Linked DNA regions of Xenopus laevis: region 2 is linked to region 1. A link is a contact called in public Hi-C data. All regions are on one chromosome and are shown on one strand. The core of a region is the stretch at or near the end of the contact, and the rest is flanking DNA. Distances in the headings are between cores, read along the strand shown. Region 1 has its middle 19 kb from the start of LOC108700307. Region 2 overlaps LOC108700312.

Region 1 (7,466 bases), core at 2,993-5,492:
AAGAGCTGCACACTGACATTTGCTGCTGCCAAGGAACCAGGCCCGGACTGGCAATCTGTGGGTTCTGGCAAATGCCAGAGGGGCTGCTGTAAGATGCCATAGACAGTCACTATGTAATGGGCTGGTGGGGGGCTGTTTGAGCCTTTGTGCGGCCTGTTGGGGCCTCTGGGTGCCTGAAATGCCAGGGCCTAGTTTGATTCTCAGTCCAGACCTACAAGGAACTGTTGCTGTGGAAGAAACTGCTGCATTTCTTTTAACTTACTCACCAAGAATCCCCCATAGCATTTGTCTGCAGAGGCCTCCCACCTATTCAGCTGCTGGTTTTGTTTCTCCATAGTGGATTCCTGTAAACTGATATCCTTGTAATCAAATATAACATTTTTAAAGGAATAGGTCACCATTAAATGAACTTTCAGTATGATGTTGATAGTGATAGAATGACAATTTGCAGTTGGTCATTTTCATGTTTTTTTTTTATTAAAAATTATTTCACTTTTTGTTCAGCATCTGGTCACTAGGGTCCAAGTGGCATCACACGGGACTCTATTCCGCTAGTTAAGGAAAGAAATCTTACCACAAACTCAGGAGAGGGTAGGAGGAACCAGTCCTGCGACATAGTCGTGTACCCAGATATGTTATCTGCAGACTACCAGCACAATCCGGCAAATTTCTGCACAAAACCCGACCACCTTGTGGGTATTCTGCGGGTACCCAACCCGATGCAGGACACCAGTCAGCTGCCTCCGCCCTCTCCCCCACTTACAGGCGCGAGTGCGCATTCACCATAGAGATTAAGGGAAGGGCAGGGTCGTGATGGAGGGAGGGCAGTGCCAAGGGGAGGGAGGGAGTGATGAGAGGACGATGGGGAGTGACGAGGGGAGGGAGGGAGGAGAGGAGCAGGGGAGTGAATGACCCAGACTAGGGGTAGGCACAGGTACTTGCCCAGTGCCCCCACAGCTTTGCACCCTAGGCAGGTGCCTCTTCTGCCTACCCCTAGTTCCGGCCCTGGTCCCACGTTTCAATTGGGCAGTGGTTTGAATGAAAGACTAGAAGAGATGCTGAATAAAAGTCAAAAATAATAGCAAAATTGTAGCCTTACAGAACAAGTTTTTGGCTGCCATGGTTAGTGACCTTAATTTGAAAATTGGATAGAGGCAGAAAAAGGCAAAAAAATACAAAAATTTTAAAAAAAATTAAATAAAAAAAAGTTGCTAAGAACAGGACATTTTGTAACAGTTGACTTAAAGAATAACTAAACCTAATTTCTAATAAAAAAACCCCTACCTTCCATAGCCCCCCTCCCTGCTCCCCCCCCCGCAGGGGCACAAATAAATGCCCCTAAGATGGTAATTACCCCTCATTGCAGAGTCAGCGCAGCAGAGCTCAGGGGAACCTTCTTCAGTGCTTCGGGAAACTTCATAAATAAAGCGCCGTATCGGTGAATGCGCAGTTGTGGCAATATTCCGGTCCAGAACAACTGCGCATGCACCAAAAGTCACATAAATTGCCGAAGGGACCCGAAGATTCCCAAAGCGCCGCAAAATGGCGCCCGTGAGCTCCTTTGCAATGAGGGGTAATTACCAGATTAAGGCCATTTACTTGTGTGAACACTTGTGTGGGGAGGAGCAGGAAGGGTGGACTATGGAGGGTAGGGGTTTTTATTAGAAAGGGGGTTTAGTTCTCCTTTAAATGTGAACCACCACTTTAAATTAACTTGACTTGTTCATGGTACAAGGAGAAATAGCACTCAATAGCAATTCAACTGACATCAGTAAGTTAATGGGGAATGCTAATTAAAAGTCTGGCTGCGTACACTGCTGGCTATAAACAGAACATGCTACTACATTAAATGTATTCCAAAACAGCTAAATTATGGATGACCCAAGTAATAAGGAAAATATGTTTAATATTTACAGTATTTTGGGACTGCACAGCTGGGACTTGTCTGCGGGAAGGGACTGAAACAGAACTGGTACATCAAAAGCTTCAGCCTGGGATTGGGGTAGAGGGGAAATTAAAGTATTATTTATTATCACTGTATGTAAAGGATTCATTTGCATTCCCATTAATGAGGCATTACACATTCAGAATTAAGTGATCTTTTTGAGGGTTAGCTCCAATAAGCAGGGCCATCCACCTCCTGTATTGATCAGTATAACCTGTATAAATAGACTTAAACCTATACTTCTTCTTTAACAGACATGAAACATAGAAAGAATTTGCCGGTGCTCGGTCTACCACAAGCTGTGCTGGAAGCTCCCTTGTGCCAGTGCTCAGTCTAAGCCACATTCTGGTGTTGACCAGCTGCTAGCAATGATAAAGATTTCCAGCACACTGTTTGCCTTTAAAAAGAATTGCTACAAAAAATTGGGGTGTTAGTACCACACTTTGGCCAAAATATGTAAGATCACATGCCACTTCAAGGCCCCCTTTTTTCATTTATACGAGAGCTTTTAAGCCCCAGTCAGTTAACTTAAACCTGTAAATAAGCCCTTGTTTTAAAGCCAGAATGGCAGCTAGAAGCAATATTTGACTATAGTTTGCACACGAAACCCCAAAGAAATTGCCTACGCTCAGTTTAATCCCAGCTCCTGAGTTAAGTGTAAGTGCAACATGGTCTCAGTCACACTGTTTGCTGAGGGATTGATTTTAAATGCACTATTTAAAGGAGAACTAAAGTTTAACTAAAAAAGTAGGTAGAAATGTTGTACATTATGTTTTGGGCTTCTATACCAGCCAAAGGCAACCACAGCCCTTTAACAGTAAAGATCTGTGTCTCCAAAGATGCCCCAGTAGCTCCCCATCTTCTTTTCTGCTGATTCACTGCACATGCTCTGTGCTGCTGTCACTAACTGAGCTTAGGGAACCACTCACAATATACAGTACACATAGAATAGAAATGTCACAATATAAGGCTGATTAGTAATTAATACAGATAATTACTACATGGCAGCACAGAAACCAGTGCAACTAGCATCAGAATTTAATAATCAGCCCTGTAGCATCAGCTTATATTACAGACCAACCTCATTATCTGCTGGATAATTAGTGACGAGCCCTAAGCTTAGCTTCTCAACAGCCAATCAGAGCCCACTGAGCATGTGAGTGTCACAGACACTTTCCAAGATGGTGACCCCCTGTGACAAGTTTGAAGTCCTGGATCATTGCTGCTATTGACAAGCTGAAACTTTAGGCTGGTGCAACAAGTTCACTATATAAAATATGGCATTTTTAGCCACATTCATTTTTAGGGTTTAGTTCTCCTTTAATGCACTATAGACTTAGGACTCATGTACAATGAGGGGCCTTGACATGGCACATAAGACTAAATATTTTTGCCAAAGTGTGGTACTAGCATCTTATTTGTAACAATTATTTTTAAATGCAAATCTTGCGCTGGCAGTCTTTTCTTTTTCTTTCCTGAACAGACATAAACAACTAATGTTATTTAAGATTTACTTCTTTATAGATAGATTTATTATATTGTAATAATTGTGTTTCTTGAGCCTACTCTGGTCATCAACAACACAAAGCTTGCTCCCCCTTCTGGCCATTAGAGAATACAGTGGTTATAGTATTGACTTGCCTATATATTTTAAAGTCAACAATTGAAAGAATTTTCAAGACATTCTGTTGTCGGATAATTAAACCTTTGTTTTAAAACAATTTCTACTTCCTCAAACAGCGCCATCTTTTGGCTACATTGTATCACTTCTCCCAACAGTTCCACAAAGAGGAAAAAATTGTATCACTTATCTGAATAACATTTAGGTTCATATTTAGAGATGGGCGAATTTATTCGCCAGGCGCGAATTCGCAGCAAACTAACGAGATTTGCAGCCGGCGAATAAATTCGTGAAACTGCCGCGAAAATTCACCGGCGTAAAAAAAAATATATATATGGACGCCGGCATCCATTTTTTTGGCAATTTAGCCAAAAACGAGACGCCAGCGCCATTTCCCGAATTTTTCGCCGTTTCCCGAATTTCGTGGGAAATTCACAAATTTTTCCCCAAATTCGCCCATCACTATTCATATTTCTGACTCAGTCATTCATTCATAATAAATCTGTTTTGTTATGGTAATCTTGGACAATACGGCCTGCTCGAACACCCTGGCCTTCGAGAGTGACGCTAGTGGGCGTGTCTGTGACGTCAGTGGGCGGACTTGTGACGTCAGTGGGCGTGGCTATGGCGCCCGCGGTCGGACCCGTGACATCCATGGGCGGGGCTATGATGCTGAGATCAGCGATTGGTCGATCGCCGTGTCAATCAAGGGAATCCCGCCCAGTTTTCCTTATTTGGAAAACCGGGCAGGAAGTATAGACCCGGGCAGCCCCTCAAAATACCGGGCTGTCCAGGTCAAAACAGGACAGGTGGCAACCCTAGTCCTGCATCGTGTTGGATACCTGCGGAAATTGTGCAAACTATGACACAATAAACACTTAGGGGTTTACCCCATGTTGCAATTGAACCTGTGTGCCGATCTCTCCTTGTTCTGCTTTACCTGCGGAATACCCACAATGTTTCGCATTGATTATACTTTTTGTGCCCACTGTGCGGGCGGCCCGTGGGTACCCGATCCTCTGCAGTGGGGTGGACTACAGGCGGTCATTTCTGGGGTAAAAGAAGAAAACATATCACTTACGGTTGGCGCAGTAATTGCTGCGGGATGCGGGTTTAGGCGAAAATCATTGGGCATCAGAAGGCAGGTATGCGGGATCAGGCACGGCTTAGGCTAAGCGGGTCTAGGTTGGGCGCAAATCTTTAAAAACAGACCCATGCAGGTCTCTGCTGCCTACATTTGTTTGTATACTATGGGAAAAAAAACACCAACACATATTAAACTTTAAAACCGCAAAGTCTTTATTTAAAAATAACTTACCGAATCTCCGCTCGCACTCCTCTTCAGAAAAGGCGACGAACCATCACGCGGCGTTCAATTACTCCTCCCTGGCTATCTTCTATAAGGAAGGCAGGGAGGAGAAATCAAGTGCCGCACGATAGGAAGTAGTGAATGGAAAGTGAAAGCAATTGTCTGCCCCTACTCTATGCCAAAGGCAATATTTGATTGACGGCTGAGATTTTTAAATGACCTTACAACAGCTATGAATAAAAAATAGAAATTGTATTCCATGTTTAATTTGAAAAGGACTTTTATTATACAGATTTTTGTGTCTGGGTGACAGGTCCTCTTTAAGGCTAAGCAATCCTGTTGGGTTTATTTAATGTTTAAACTATTTTGTAGCAGACTTGAGGTATGGAGATCCAAATTACAGAAAGACCCTTTATCTGGAAAACACCAAGTCCTAGGCATTCAGGATAACAGAACCCATACCTGTAGCCCAGGCAGGTGCAGTTTTCTGCTTACTGGAGCACTGACCCTGGGTATCAGGGAAGCAGTTATAATTGTTGGGGGGTAACATTTGGCACCCCCCAGTGCTAATACCTTTCCCTTTCTTATACAGTTGTACAGATAATTTAGAATAGATTGGTCACATTGGGCATATTTTTTTGTGTGTCTCTGTCAGGGCTGCTTGTGACTGCGAATGGCAGAGATTGGTAGAGAAGTGACTGGCCGGATAATTCATACCTCCAAACTGTCCCGTTTTGAACGGGACAGTCCTGCTTTTGACAGCTCAACCCGCAGTCCCGCGTTAGTACTGGAAAGTTGCGATCTCTCTGCACTGAACCAGAAAGTCCCTATTTCTCTGCACTGAACGGGAACGTCCCTATTTCTCTGCACTAAAGGGGAAAGTCCCTATTTCTCTGCACTGAACGGGAACGTCCCTATTTCTCTGCACTGAATGGGAAAGTCCCTATTTCTCTGCACTGAAAGGGAAAGTCCTTATTTGTCTGCACTGAACGGAAAAGTCCCTATTTCTCTGCACTGAACGGGAAAGTCCCTATTTCTCTGCACTGAACGGAAAAGTCCCTATTTCTCTGTACTGAACGGAAAAGTCCTTATTTCCCTGCACTGAACGGGAAAGTCCCTATTTCTCTGTACTGAACGGAAAAGTCCCTATTTCTCTGCACTGAATGGAAAAGTGCCTATTTCTCTGCACTGAAGGGAAAGCCTACTTAATTGGCTCTTGGCAGAGAGCCCAGAATAGATACTTGATACATTTGTAACAGTTTTGTCCCTTGGGTGAAGTTAGATTCACAGCTTAAAGGGCAATTTGCCTTCATTAGTAAAACTGTAATAAAACATAAAAATTACAAAGATGTGTTCAAACTTTCATAACCTGGCAAATTTTGTAAAGTGTGCATGGTACTAAGGGGGTGTGGCTGCAAAAAGGGGCGTGGTCAAAAAATGTTGCAGCGTTCCTTACGCCAAATCTTTTTGCGCCTCTTCCCCTTTCCAAATGTTGGGAGGTATGCGGATTGTTCTTCAGCAATGTTTATATGCCAAGCTGCAAGTCAAACCTCCAGATCAGGACTCAGAGGCTGAATGGGTTGAGGCAATTAATTAGTTTTTATATCCTTGAAGCCCATGGGGAAACGGTGACTGAGGTAGGACAAGAAATATCAGCATTATAGGATTCATGGTAAGTGATATAATTAATCCACACTGCAATTATTTATAAAAAAACAAAAAAACTCCAGACCATAAAAAGGACAACTATAAACTATTTTTTAGACTATTAAAGACTATTAATTATAGACATTTATTTCTTATGTTTAAAGGAGAAGGAAAGGTTAAAACTAAGTAAGCCTTATCAGAAAGGTCCATCCAAATATACCAGTAAACCCCCAAAGTAATGTTGCTCTGAGTCCCCTGTCAAAAGAAACACTGCATTTCTTTCCTTCTATTGTGTACACATGGGCTTCTGTATCAGACTTCCTGCCTTCAGCTTAAACCTCATTGCCCTGGGCAAGAGCATGCTCAGTTTGCTCCTCTCCCCCCCACCCCCTCCCTTCTCTACTGTAATCTGAGCCCAGAGCAGGGAGAGACTCAGGCAGGAAGTGATGTCACACCACATTAATACTGCAGCTCGTATTCTAAACAAACAGAGAGTTTCTAGAGCTTTTTACTCAGGTATGGTAAAACATTCTACAGAATAAATATAGCATTCTAGCTTGCACTATTGCAGATAATCTATTGGCAATAAAATGCCTCCGTAGCTTTCCTTCTCCTTTAACTGATATAATAAGGTCTTGACATTCTTATCATGCCTATAACTGACCCTACCACCAGTTGCTACATATCTCCTTGTCTTGATGCTCATATCATGTTCATTATGTTGCTGTAGTTGTAACAAACAGGCTACACACAGCGTAATGAAGTCTTTTACTTTATGATCAGCAGGCAGTGCACATACACACAAGGCCTCTCATCCTTTCTGTCTCTTCTGGTCTCACTCCAATAAGGCAGGAGGCTTAAAGCCAGTGGTCAGCTTTTGTTTAAAATCCATTGGTCTCGATATATGGTCATTATTTTTCCATTTATACCTTCTTCTAAAGCTT
Region 2 (7,379 bases), core at 924-3,423, 120 kb before region 1:
GAACCACCATTTCATGACTCTATCTGTGCTGTCTCAGAGATCACCTGACCAGAAATACTACAACACTAACTGTAACAGGAAGAAGTGAGGAAGCAAAAGGCAGAACTCTGTCTGTTAATTGGCTCATGTGACCTTACATGTGGTTTGTATGTGTACACAGTGAATCCTACGATCTCAGGGGGCGGCCCTTATTTTTTAAAATGGCAATTTTCTATTTATGATTACCCAATGGCACATACTACTAAAAAAGTATATTATTATGATAATGGTTCATTTACATGAAGCAGGGTTTTACACATGGGCTGTTTTACTCAGTATCTTTTAATAGAGACCTACATTGTTTGGGGGGTATAGTTTTCCTTTAAGAGTGGCCGTGTACTCTGCAGCAGCATACACCTGTATCATACCATTACTATCATTTTATAGCACATCCACAGGTGGGCTATACGCATCACTGATTATAAATCACTAACCTCTGAAAATATACAGTGCATTTTATCATATGAATTACGGCTCTTGTATAAAATAATATTATTGTAGATTACACATAGGAGGAATTTGAACTCTAGAATGATACTACAAGTAGCTCCTAGCTCTTTTAGGTTTATTCTTCCCCTCTTCTCAACCTCCTCCACCAAACGCTTGTACCAAGTGACCCGGAAGCCCCCACAAAGCTCCACTTGCCTCCTGGTTTTCCTGGGTGAATGCCTGCAGAATATCCGTTTGGCGGGTGTAGTTGCCGTTGCTGTCCTGTAGCCCCTGGAGGATCCTCTCCCTGAGCACAAGCACAGACACCCGGAGCTGGTGCCACAGCAGCTGGACCGTGTGGATATCAACTATAACATTGACAGAGTATGAGAGGAGCTTCAGGGAGAACTCTGTGTCCAGCAGGGCGTGGATCTGTTCCACATGGTCTGAGATGTCCTCGCATATTTCCTGCAATAAGGAAAAAGAAGAGGAAAAAGCAATCAGAGATGGGCATTGGTGGGAAATGATGGAGGGGAGTAATGTAAGATTTCAAAATAATTGCATGTATACAGGCAAAACAGGCTTCCATTGTTAGAAGGTATAACATCAACTATGCGGCCACAGGTTGTACAATGCTATAGTATAGAGCAGTGATCCTAAACCAGTGGCTCCTGAGCAACATGCCCCTTGGATGTTGCTCTCAGTGGCCTCAAAGTAGGTTTTTTCCCCCGAATTGCAGGTTTGGAGGTAACTTTTGGTTGCATAAAAACCATATGTGCCACCAAACAATGCCTCCTATAGGCTGCCAGTCCACAGAGGGACTATAAAATAGCCAATCACAGTCCTTATTTGCTACCTCGGGAACTTTTATCATGCTTGTGTTGCTCCCCAACTCGTTCTTTATTTTAATGTGGCTCACAGGTAGAAAAGCTTGGGAACCCCTGGTATAGAGTTTCTCCTGCTATTGCATTTTCATTAAAGTTAAGCTATGTTATGGATATATGGAGAGCTATCCAAAGTGCTTGGTTTCTCCTGCCATGTCACCCTACAGTTCCACTGTCACTTTCCAGGGAGATATGATCCCCACTTCTGTTTCTGATACTGATACTACAGGAGCTGTTGCACTACCTGCTATGAATGTAAGAAATGTATATATGGTATATTACTCTAGTGACAACTGCTTCTCTTGAGGGCCATGCTATGTAGAATCTAAAGATATTTTTTTCTGATAAGGTGCAAACTTAAAGGAACTGTATTATAAGTTGCTGCCCCACTTTTGGCACGAAAGGAGTTTGTCCCATTTCTGTTTCCACCAACTGGCGGCCAGAAGGGAAAGAATAACAGTATCACTGCAACCATAAGAGCTTGCAATCCAAAGTGAAGCTGAGCCATAAACTAGCTTGCACATGTAGGAGAGTGACAGTGGGCAGCCTCCCTGGCTTGAGCATGTTCCAGAGCAGATGACACAAGGGGACAGCTGTCATTACACTTTCTCAGCTGTCGGGGCATTTTCCTGATAAACATCCCAAACACACAGAGATATTTCAGCTGCCAGCTGAGGAGGGGGCTTCACTGGGCACAGGGGCTGCGCGTGCACTTAGGGGAAAGCACTTTACTTTCTGCATTAAAAACATTTGCATTTTGTATACTGTATTCTTAAAGCCAGAGATTCCATACAGACACATAAACCAACGCTACAATGGCCCCTGTAGTGCAGGAATCAAGACAGCTTGTGTATAACCTACAGTAGCAGGAAGGTAAGTACAGTACAAAGTAGCTCTTCCCTACAGAATAGATCTCACAGCAGAATTGCACACCAACAGACGCCCTACCTGGTTTCAAGTGGCAGGCAAACCCCCCGACACCTTGTCTGCCAGTCAGATCACACTCTTCTCATTTATTGTCTCTGCCTGCGTCTGGAAGACCCTCAGTCTCAACCATCTTCTGCAAACAAGCAACCACTCGCTGCCCCTCCCCAAGGCTATTTTAGGATCTGATCTCTCACCAAAGAGTATGTGACAGAGACTGGGAGAGACCCTTAACCCCTGCTGCACTGCAATGTAATGGTTAACCTTGTAGTGTTACATAGGAAGCCACTGATACTAGTAATGGCAGGGGAGAATTTATTTAACCTTGAACCATGTGGAAATGGAAAGTTTTACAATCGTCCGCTGTTATTATGTTTGTGTACAGCATATGCACTGCATTAACATAGAAGTCTCTGTGTTAGCACATAAGGCTTCTGTATTAGCACAGGACACTCTGTATTAGAGCAGAAGACTCTGTATTAGCATAGGAGGTTCTGTATCTGAGCAGAATGCTCTGTATTGGCATAGGAGGCTCTGTATTGGCACAGAAGGCTCTGTATTGGCACAGAAGGCTCTGTGTTAGAGCAGAAAGCTCTGTATTGGTGAAGGAAGCTCTGTATTGGCACATAACACTCTGTATTAGAGCAGAAGGCTCTGTATTGACATAGGAGGCTCTGTATTGGCACAGAAGGCTCGGTGCTAGAGCAGAAAGCTCTGTATTGGCATATGAGGCTCTGTCTTGGCACAGAAGGATCTGTATTGGCTCAGATGGCTCTGTGTTAGAGCAGAAGGCTCTGTATTGGCATATGATGCTCTGTCTTGGCACAAAACATTCTGCATTAGAGCAGAAGGCTCTGTATTGACAAATAACACTCTGTATTAGAGTAGAAGACTCTGTATTGGCACATGAGGCTCTGTATTACAGCAGATTGAGCAGAAAGCTCTGTATTGGCATATAATACACAAAAGCCATGAATATCTTGTAAATTATATCCTTATAAACGGTGAGTAGTGATGTCATCAGTTATAAACGGTGAGTAGTGATGTAATTTCTGTCACATGGCTCACTAAAATTTGTGTATTATAATTAATAAAGTACCCCCAGTTGTAAAATATGAGGATATTATAAGTTACCTCGGAGTTCCATGACCTGTATAAAAACACTAGGCCTTCGGCCTCGTGTTTTTATATGGTCATGAAACTCCTCGGTAACTTATAATATCCTTATATTTTACAAGAGGGGGTACTTTATTCACTATATAATACTCTCTGTATTGGCACATAACACTCTGTTTTAGAGCAGAAGGCTCTGTACTGGCATAGGAGGCTCTGTGTTAGCATTGGAGGCTCTGTATTGGTACAAAAGGCTCTGTATTAGAGCAGAATACTCTGTATAGGCACAGAAAGCTCTTTATTAGCATAGAAGGCTTTGTGTTGGCACAAAAGTATCTCTGATAGAGCAGAAGGCTCTGTATTGACACATAAAGCTCTGCTTCATTTGACACAATTTAAATATTGTCATTTTCTTGTGAATACAAATGTACAGTTGGAATGCAAGGTTGCTTTGTAGCTATTGGTCAGCTGAAGATAATGTGAAGTGTAGTTTCACAGTTGTCATGTGCTGCCTAGTGAAAGAATCGGAATCAATAATCAATAATCTGATCTCAGAATAGGGCCTTGTCATCAGCATAGTGCTGCTCTTGTAAACTACAGTTTATGACACCTTTACAAAGCATTCTGGGAATTGTAGTTCTTGGTATCAGGGGTGACAGTTTTACAGAAATGGTATCCCAACTGGATTATTATGCTGTATAAATTAACAGTGTGGGATTGTTTATGTAGTAGTAGTCTGAGTGTTATGTTTATGTCGCCTGTACGTTGGCACATTAGTGCTTCATTTGAAGCTGAGACTAAGATCCCTCTTAGGCCCAATTATTGCTTGGCTACAATCCATGTGCAGCCAAATGCAGACAGCACCCTCCAATCAGGTTATTTATATATCAGGAGTACAATTAGACACTTGTCTGCACTTGTACTGAGGCACCAGAAATCTGTGAGCCTGGATGGGCAGTGGTTTGAATGGCAGAAGGGAAGATAACGAATACAGGATCTGAAAATAATATTCAAGCCTCAGCCATTCTTGAGAAGTGAGTGGGGTGACACAAGTAAGGTTGGACTGGGCCTGCAGGACACTGGGAAAAAACCTGCAAAGCCCTGCCAACCCAGACCCGATCCTTGCCTGCCTCTCCACAGTCGCTGCCATCCATCACTTGATTGAGGCTAAATAAGTATAAGGTGCATGTGGGGAAGGGGCTGGCGGTGGGTAAGCAGGTGGGTGGCAGGGGCCTGTCTAACTGCAAGTAGATCCGGAGGAAGGCAAATAAAACTCCACTTGAAGCCTCTCCAATTTGCAAAAAAATTTGGAAATAAATTCCATTCTGTATTCCCTCATTTGCTAAAAAGCCATCCAACCCCTTCTTAAAGCTACAGTATCTAATGTATTAGCCTGTACGACTGATTCAGGGAGAAAATTCCACATCTTCACAGCTCTCACTGTAAAAAAAACCTGAATATTAAGATGGAACCTCCTTTCATCTAATCAGAATGGGTGACCTTGTGTCAGCTGGAAACCTACCTACTGGTAAATAAAGCATTAGAGAGATTATTATATGATCCCCTTATCTGAAACTTTGGGCCGGTGCAATAAGTCTAGTATGTAAAATATGGCATTTTTAATCATATTAATTCCTAGGGTTTAGTTATCCTTTAAAGGGATTCCCCTGTTTTTTGTCTTCCATATGCGCAGTGAGCATTCAATGACATCACTACACATTGTGCGCAAGTGCAGTCATGTCACTAGGAACCCCCTGTAAGCCACGCCTACAAAATGTTGTCTTTTAAACCTTGATGTATCTGCTGCTCCCTAAAAGTTTACTTGGGAAAGGGAATATGGCTAGACAAGAGTTAACAAGGGACGGGGATGATTATAAAGGGGAGATGTTTTGGTTAACAGAGCACTGGTGTCTCCCTCCAGTATCCCATTCACCACTGCACCCAAACTGTACTGCCACTTTAATGGAAACTGTATTAATACTAATTCTCTCATAAAGATAATGTATTTTCCATTTAAATGTAGAAAGAAAAACTTCACAGGATCCATTGTCAGAGAGCCTTTAGCTTCCGTGTTTTTGTTCTATGGAGAAATAAAGGATCAAAGCAACTGCTGTAGATATAATACACGGCACAGAAAGAAGAGAATGATAGAACAGTTGCATCAGGAAGGTTAGAGCCAGGTGGGCTAAAAGGAGCCAGAAAACAATCCACTGTAACATTCAAGGTTCTGTGGATAAATGAATCCTTTGTGTGTGGCATCAGTTGGTTTACAAGGAGATACTCAGAAAGGTAACAGTTATGGTGCAACCCTAGTGCCAGCACCGGAGATCTGACTCACAGAACTTGCTCAAAGTGCTTCTAGGGAGCCAATCAACATAAAGTGCTAATTATACCCAGCTGCTAATCACAGTGTCATTAGATGGAAAATGTATCACACCGATTAGCAGCTAGCTCACTGACTGAGCAAAAATGAATATGAAAAAAAAAAGCTATAAATGCTATGATTTCTATTAAATACGTGTAATAGTTTCAACGCTAGATGGGGCTATTTCCAACCTTAAGACTATACTTCTCTTTTGACCTATGTACTATATGTTACAGGGCAAGCCTTTTGAAATAAAAAAACAAAACAAAAGTGGCATAAAGGTGATACCTTTGTTGGCTAACTAATATAATCATAGCAAGCTTTCAGAACATTTTAGTTCCTTTTTCAAGCTGATTATAATGAAGCTGCGGAGTTCTCTGGTGTATATAATTCAGCTCAGAGGTCAAATGACCTAGTTCTTTTTGTGAGATGCAGAAATATTAATATTAAAGGAAAACAAAAGGATAAATTATTGGGAAGGGATACCATGAAGTATTTAGCAAGGTACTGCAAATCAGTCAAAAATAAAAAATTGTTCAAATAAGACACTGAGGGTCATTTATAAAGTCCGCGCGGTACAGATTGGTTCGCAAAGTGAATATATTTGCCCTGCGCATGGGTATATTAATAAAGCTGAATAAGAGGGTGCAAACAGAATTGCGATTTTTTTTTTTTTTGCAATGCGAATGTCTGTAGGAGCTTTTTAAATATGTCACAATTCGCAAATTGTGAATATTTATGCGCACTCTCTGTGACTCAATTGCGCCACATCTTTGGTGGCGGATAAAATATTCGCAAAACAGTTTCGCAAATTGCGAATTTAAGTTGCTGTCAACGCTATTTTCGCGCACAACAACCTCGCACATTGGGTGCGCTCGCGTCTCATTTGCGCGCCATTTGCGAAAATGTATTCACAATGCGACTTCGCAAAAACCGGAAAGATGGCCAGAGCAGTGCGATATATGTGCGCTCAGGAAAAAACATGCGCAATACAATCATTCGCGAAAAATATGCACTGCGCGAACTTTATAAATGACCCCCACTATGTGAAATGCATTGCTGTGTTTTAGACCTCTCACTATTGATTCCTGTACAAAAAAAACAATTCACAAGACTTGAGAGATTGCTATTCATTTATATAGAGGTATAACAGAGATTGGATTTATAGGGTGTGTACAGGCAACGGTCAGCCTTTTATAGCAGGAGGTTTATCTTTTCATCAAGCGGCAATCATGGCACTTAAACAACTGCAAATTATTAATCCTACATGTGTTTTTATCGCTATGTTACAATACTCTGCAAAGCTTGGATCTAGCACACACATTATATCAATGATTTGCAATCCAATCAGCTAGACTTTTCATGTAATTCCCAAAGTAACCACAAGATAGTGCACGGGACTATCATAGTCTCAATTTTAAACAAGTAACTAGGTGAGATTTAATAAGTGTTCTATTTTGCATTGGATTTGCAGACATGAGGGTATGAGCCAAGCCTGAAGATATACAAAAAGAATGGTGTCACTGTTCCCTATGTGTTCATCGGAGGAAAATATTCACAAATGTCGCACCCCTCCAGGGAGACCAATTGAGTTTAGGTATAGCCTTTACACTCCTGTCCCCATG

What was found. Hi-C and Micro-C count contacts between places; a contact is called where the count stands out from the background.
Region 2: a contact with region 1 is called in a Hi-C map of the XL177 cell line, with 6 times the contacts expected there. The contact joins two enhancer-like sites. A contact is called at or near these places in 2 of 4 Hi-C or Micro-C datasets (the XL177 cell line and the XTC cell line).

Annotation. Positions count from the first base shown.
Region 1 is chr8S:87,553,032-87,560,497 of Xenopus_laevis_v10.1, reverse strand. No RefSeq gene overlaps it. Among protein-coding and RNA genes, the nearest start is that of LOC108700307, 19 kb to the right of the region's middle. Within about 2 kb of position 4,242, at least 1 of the 7 cell types and tissues checked has an H3K27ac peak or open chromatin away from gene starts, as enhancers often do.
Region 2 is chr8S:87,672,600-87,679,978 of Xenopus_laevis_v10.1, reverse strand. All of the region lies in intron 4 of LOC108700312, which reads left to right. LOC108700313 (A-kinase anchor protein 6) reads right to left here. Exons shown (of 14, transcript XM_018233403.2): 3 at 685-936. Among protein-coding and RNA genes, the nearest start is that of LOC108700313, 27 kb to the right of the region's middle. Within about 2 kb of position 2,173, at least 1 of the 7 cell types and tissues checked has an H3K27ac peak or open chromatin away from gene starts, as enhancers often do.